2 separate regions of the Hordeum vulgare genome follow, and region 2 is linked to region 1. The links are chromatin contacts, called in public Hi-C maps. All regions are on one chromosome and are shown on one strand. Each heading gives the region's core, a stretch centred on a gene start, on an enhancer-like site or on the middle of the called end of the contact. The rest is flanking DNA. Distances are from core to core; before and after follow the strand shown.

Region 1 (3,020 bases), core at 486-2,985:
TCTTCATCAACTCGATCTTCTCCCTCTCAGATTCCAACTTCTTTTCCACCATATCCCGGTCCCTATACATCATCTATTTTTGCGCATCTAAGATGAGCTTGCACCTCTCCTCTTTTTTGTTCACCCTAACCGAAAATGCCCGTCCATGTGGAGCATATTTTTGCAGCTGCAGCGTCATAGGAGGCCCTCGCTTTCTTCCACTTCTTTCCCATCACTTGCCATACTTTTCCATTCTCCCCTAGAACATCTTCCTCTTCTTCATCTAATCCAATTGGTTGGTGGGAGATTGAGACATCATTCTTTTCTTGCCAGTCCTGAGATCGGCCACAAGTTATGTCCACTTTGCCTTGCCATTTAATATCACCCAACAATGGCTAAAATCAAATGGCTTCTTCTCCATTTCTTGATATATAGTTGCCATGACCACAGTCTAGCAGACAAAATATGTATGAAAATGACAATATGACATAAAACAAGGATATGCAAATGATGATAAGATGATGAAATGTAGCTTACTTGAGTCGCCACTCCCATCCCATTTTGAGTGTGGCCAAGCACTTGTGAATAGTAGCTGTCATACTTGTTCACTTCCCCTTGAATTACCCCATTGGTTTGGAGATATTCCATATTATGGTTGGTGACGATAGGATGTGGCTTCACATATTGCTTTTATTCATGATAATCCTTCCAAATCTTCTCCCAATACTTATTGACCTTTTGCCATCTGCGACATATGGGATCCATTATTGCGGCTAACAAAAAATTAACTAACAAAATATCCTTGAAAGTGAAGAATGCTGGACCTCTTCCTTTGTCATCTTTGGCTTCTTTTTGCTCTTGCTCGGTTCTGGATTTGATGTTGCCCTAACTTGAAATGAAGGGCAAATCGGATCCCCAACTTACAGTCCATTTGGGTCAGATCATGACTATCATTGATCATCTCCGACATGCATGATCATCTCCTAAGTCATCATGGTTTGCAAGCATTAATCATGTCCCAAATGAACTAATAATGGTTTGTGCAAAACATTAATCATGACATATGCAAATTTGACCGGAAAGGAGCAAAAAGAACTCATCGAGTCTTGTTGGGTCACTCCGTTGAACAGGTCGTGCACAACTCGTGCGATGCCGGTCCCCATGCTTGTCCGCGTCTGAACGAGCTTTGACGACTAACATACATCCACCGACGACATCTGCGTTGGCGAAAAGCTCTTCGAAATTCCTCAAACGGCCGTCAGAACCCCCTCTGTCCCAACCTGGTCCAACAATGCGATCCTTGTCAACGGCTTGATGGACGGGGTGCAGGGTCCTGGGTGCGACGACGGGGGAGGGGGGAGGGTCACTTGGAAGCAGTATTTGGGTACAAATAGAATCAACAGTCCTCTTTTATTGACAGAAAATCACACTATCCCACAGCGAGCTTTCTCTTTCAAGGCACGTTGCTGTCACAACTCGCAAGAGAGCCCCGGAGCACAGCAGACTGACCCAACCAGCCGGGCCCTCATCCGTCCCATGCCTGCGCGTCGCGTGGGTCTCCATCCGCACCCTCTCGAGCTCCAGCTGGTTCCGACCCAGTTAACGCCCCCGAGCCCAACACCGTCCCGACCCATCAAGTCGCGCTACCTGGCTGGCGCCTCCGGTGGCACACCGCGTTGAGCCGTGCACGCGGGGACGTCGCGCTCCACGCGCTAAACTATATAAACCGCCACCCTTCCCTTCCAAATCCAAACCACCTGCTTCCACTCCCTCCCCCTGCTTACACTCCAGCAGCCAGCATAGCCAGGCAGCCATGGACGTTGGTGCCCTCAGCAGCGACTACTCGTCGGGGACGCCGTCCCCGGTGGGCGCGGACGGCGGCAACAGTGAGGGCTTCTCGACGTACATGACGGTGTCTTCGGCTCCGCCGAAGCGGCGCGCGGGGCGGACCAAGTTCAAGGAGACGCGGCACCCGGTCTACAAGGGCGTGCGCCGGAGGAACCCCGGGAGGTGGGTCTGCGAGGTGCGGGAGCCGCACAGCAAGCAGAGGATATGGCTCGGCACGTTCGAGACCGCAGAGATGGCGGCGCGCGCGCACGACGTGGCCGCGCTGGCGCTGCGCGGCCGCGCCGCCTGCCTCAACTTCGCCGACTCTCCTCGTCGGCTCCGGGTCCCGGCCGTGGGTGCCAGCCCTGATGAGATACGGCGGGCGGCGGTAGAGGCGGCTGAGGCATTCCTGCCGGCACCCGACCAGAGCAATGCGCCCGCCGAGGAGGTAGCCGCTGCACCAACGATGCAGTTCGCCGGTGATCCGTACTACGGGATGGACGATGGTATGGACTTCGGGATGCAGGGCTACCTCGACATGGCGCAGGGGATGCTCATTGCCCCTCCTCCGTTGGTAGGTCCGTCAGCGACTGCCGGAGACGGCGACGATGACGGTGAGGTCAGCTTGTGGAGCTACTGATTACGCGCATTTGAGTTATGCCATGTGTGGTGCGACGAACTACTAATGCATGTGCAGCTTTATATAGTAATCGAGTAGAGGAAGTGTACTGCATGGTTGCCCTTTCCTTTTCTCCACTTTGTTCTAAACTTCTCTGGGTAATGTACGTTTGCTCTCTGATGAACTGCGATCAGAAGAAGCAGAGGGCCTGATCTTGAGTGTAGTGTTCGAGCTCCGAAGGAGTGTTGGGGCTAGCTATATGTATCTCCCTTGTTTATTATGCATGAGCGGAGTGTCTTCGTCGGTGTTTGGTTAAGCAAAATGTAAGTTTCTCGGTGTATAATTAGCAATATAGCACGTTGCCTTAGAGCATCTCCAGCCGTTTAGTTCCTAACGCATCCGGCAAATGCCATTTTGGCGTTGCGCCGGCGCTTTTTTTGTCCTCTAGACGAGCGAGTCTCGAGCCACGCCCTGAGGTTTCGGACTGAGACGTCAACTTTTTTAAATTCTTTTTTCCCGCAGCCAAAAAGATGTTACGAGTTCGGCGATCATCATGCCATAAGTCGACGATCATCATTCCATTGTTTGGCGATCA
Region 2 (2,998 bases), core at 240-2,739, 640 kb after region 1:
AGCCGTGGCCTTCAGCGCGCACCGCGGGGGAAGTGCTACCGGACACCGGCTTGGCCCCGATGCTGCTACTCCCAGATGGTGGCACCCATGACCAGGCTCCCAGCAGAGGCGCACATCGATGACGGCTTTGAACAGGCCGCCCCGCCATGGTTGTGCAGTGGGTGATTTGCCGGCGTGCTGGTGTGGGGATGCACGGAGGGACGGATCCCGGCAGTGGCTGCCACCGCGGTCGGGCACTAAGTACTGGAGTGCTTCTTGGGTGCAGCACGAGCGGCTGTTGTGAGGAGCACGACCAGGCATCAACGCTTGTCTCCTCTTCTATGTAGCAGCACGAGGAATGGTGATGTTTTGGATAAGGGTCATGCAGTGCGCAGCTCGGTGGAGATTTAGTGCCTATTGCTATTTTTTGATCAATAGTTGTTGGTAGATGTACACAGACTCGAAGCTGTTGGATACTTCGGTGCTCATCCCCGTTGGATTTATATGCGGTTGTTCGTGACGTTCCAACAAACTATTATTTGCTAGATGTTCCTTTTCACATTAGTTCATTATAATTATTTGATTGTACCGCCTCATAGAGCATCTATAACCGGACTTAACAAATCTGACCTCTTTAACTTTCATGGAAACGTCTGGACGCATCTGCGGACGTTGATCAGTTAAGCCTCAAATAACGAGTTCTATAACCGGATACTTTAAATTAGAAACCTTAAATCTATATTATTACATGCAACATAAATCTAATATTAAGCGGGGTTCGTTCGGGTCCGTCGTGTCCATGCCCGACGGCTAGATATGCCCTTCGTAGTGTCCGTCCGGCCGTCAGCGAGGTAGAATAGGACATGGGACACTAGGCGGCTCATAAAAGTCGAGCTCCCGCCGTCTCCCATGTCCAACTCTTTCTTAAATTTATCACTTAGTGTTACTACAGAACAATCCAACCGTCAACTTCAAAGTTAGTATAGGGAACTACAAGATCATTTTTAAGGAGCATGAGTTAGTATAGGGAACTACAAGATCATTTTTAAGGAGCATGTCTACGTGCTCCAACACTAGCGCATTCATGAATATTTGTTTATAATTTATACAAAAAATTATCCGGACTTATTTAAAATTATAATCATTCTGATGATCCTATTTTATAATGTTTGTATAAGTAAAATCGAATTTCATGGCTAAAAGAAATACTCAATGTAACCTTACTTTTAATGCTTGCAAAAATTAGATTAAAATAATATTGCATAATAACATATAAAGAAAATTATATTTAATATTTCGCCCAATGCAACGCACGGACATTTGTATTACTTTATACTTTCTTTGTAAATTAATATAAAAATGTTTAGATCACTAAAATAGTGTTTTAAATACTTTTATAGTTTACCGAGGGAGTACATAACGAAATGGTGTATGTACTTCCATCAGGCGGTTCGCTTCGTCGGCGTCTGCCAGCCTGCGGGGCACCGGCCACGTTGTATTAACCGGAGCCGGCCCAACCTTCCGCCCGCGAGCTAAACCCGACCAAGGGGAAAGCAGGGCCACCGTAAGCGCCTCCTCTCCCCGCTCCGATCCGGATCTCCCCATCCATTCCGGCGAGCCCTCGCCGCGTCGCTTCCACGCGACCCTACCTCCTAAATAAATTCAACATCCCCGCCGCTGCTCCCGTCAAACCCCGAATACCATCTGACTACTTCCTCCTCTGCCCGCGCCGCCTCCCGAGCCCAACAAACCCTAGGCGACGCCCATGGACTTCGAGGCCGACGGCCGCTTCGGCAACAAGCGCGTGCACAACCGCCTCGGACCGGCGCCCGGCGCCGCCTCTTCGTCTTCCTCTACCAAGGTCTGCATCCATTGGCGCGCTGGGCGATGCAATCGCTTCCCCTGCCCCTTCCTCCACAGCGAGCTCCCTGAGGCGGCCACCACCAAGCGCCCGAACCAAAGGGATGGCCCTGGTGGGCACGTCTGGCGTAACCCCAACTCAGGAGGAGGGGGGCGCGGCGGCGGCGGTGGCTACAACAAATGGGGGAGGGGCCCCGGAGGTGCAGACGGTGGCGTGAGGCACAAGGTGCCCGACCGGCCCTGCAAGTTCTTCCTCGCCGGAGACTGCACCTACGGCGAGAAGTGCCGCTACCCCCACACATATTGCATGAGCAATAGCATCACGCTGCTCACCCCTCTCCAGGGCCACGAGAAGGTACTTCATCTACAGATAAGACCGTCTAGTAAAATTCGAAACGTCGCTGATCAAATGCTGTGCGTTCCTTCAGGTTGTGACAGGGATCGCACTGCCTGCTGGGTCAGACAAGCTGTATTCTGGGAGTAAGGATGGAACGGTGCGCCTTTGGGATTGTCAAACTGGACAGGTAGCCGAGGCATCATTGAATTGTATCCTTGGAAGGATTGTGTGTTCTGTATGACAATTTTCAGTACCTTTGTTTTCTATATGGTGTGTGATAGTGTGCTGGTGTCCTCCCCGTGGGGGGTGAGGTTGGGTGCATGATCAGCGAGGGGCCATGGGTGTTTGTTGGAATACCTGATGCTGTGAAGGTAGGAAATGGTGCTTGAGATTTGGGATTTTAACCCAATGCTATTGCTGTCCCACATGTGTGTCTGACTGTATGAACTGTCGCTGCAGGTTTGGAATATGCAAACTCAAGCAGAAATGAACCTTACCGGGCCGACTGGACAAGTCTATGCACTTGCAGTTGGCAATGAGCTACTCTTTGCGGCAACACAGGTAAACTTCCTTCCTTTTGTCTTGTCGTTGGATCTAACATTTGTCTTGGCAAATATATTTTTTGTTAATGATGTATTCTCTCGTATTACACTTGGTGTAGGATGGAAGGATTTTGGCATGGAGATTTAGCGCCGTGACAAATTGTTTTGAGCCAGCTGCTTCTCTTACCGGGCACCAGCTTGCTGTTGTTTCGTTAATAGTAGGAGGCATGAGACTTTACTCTGGCTCAATGGATAAAACCATTAGAGTAAGGATTGAGAA

Evidence for each region. A called contact is a pair of places that touch in the nucleus more often than the background predicts.
Region 2: a contact with region 1 is called in a Hi-C map of leaf, with 6 times the contacts expected there. The contact joins the promoter of LOC123401165 here to the promoter of LOC123402982 in region 1. A contact is called at or near these places in 2 of 6 Hi-C or Micro-C datasets (leaf and seedling).

What each region holds. Positions count from the first base shown.
Region 1 is chr6H:439,475,784-439,478,803 of MorexV3_pseudomolecules_assembly, forward strand. It overlaps LOC123402982 (dehydration-responsive element-binding protein 1G-like), which reads left to right and starts at 1,736. Exons shown (of 1, transcript XM_045096955.1): 1 at 1,736-2,803. The coding sequence starts at 1,793. The coding sequence ends at 2,446.
Region 2 is chr6H:440,112,950-440,115,947 of MorexV3_pseudomolecules_assembly, forward strand. LOC123401165 (zinc finger CCCH domain-containing protein 17) reads left to right here and starts at 1,490. Exons shown (of 9, transcript XM_045094896.1): 1 at 1,490-2,194; 2 at 2,268-2,363; 3 at 2,458-2,547; 4 at 2,636-2,737; 5 at 2,838-2,984. The coding sequence starts at 1,745.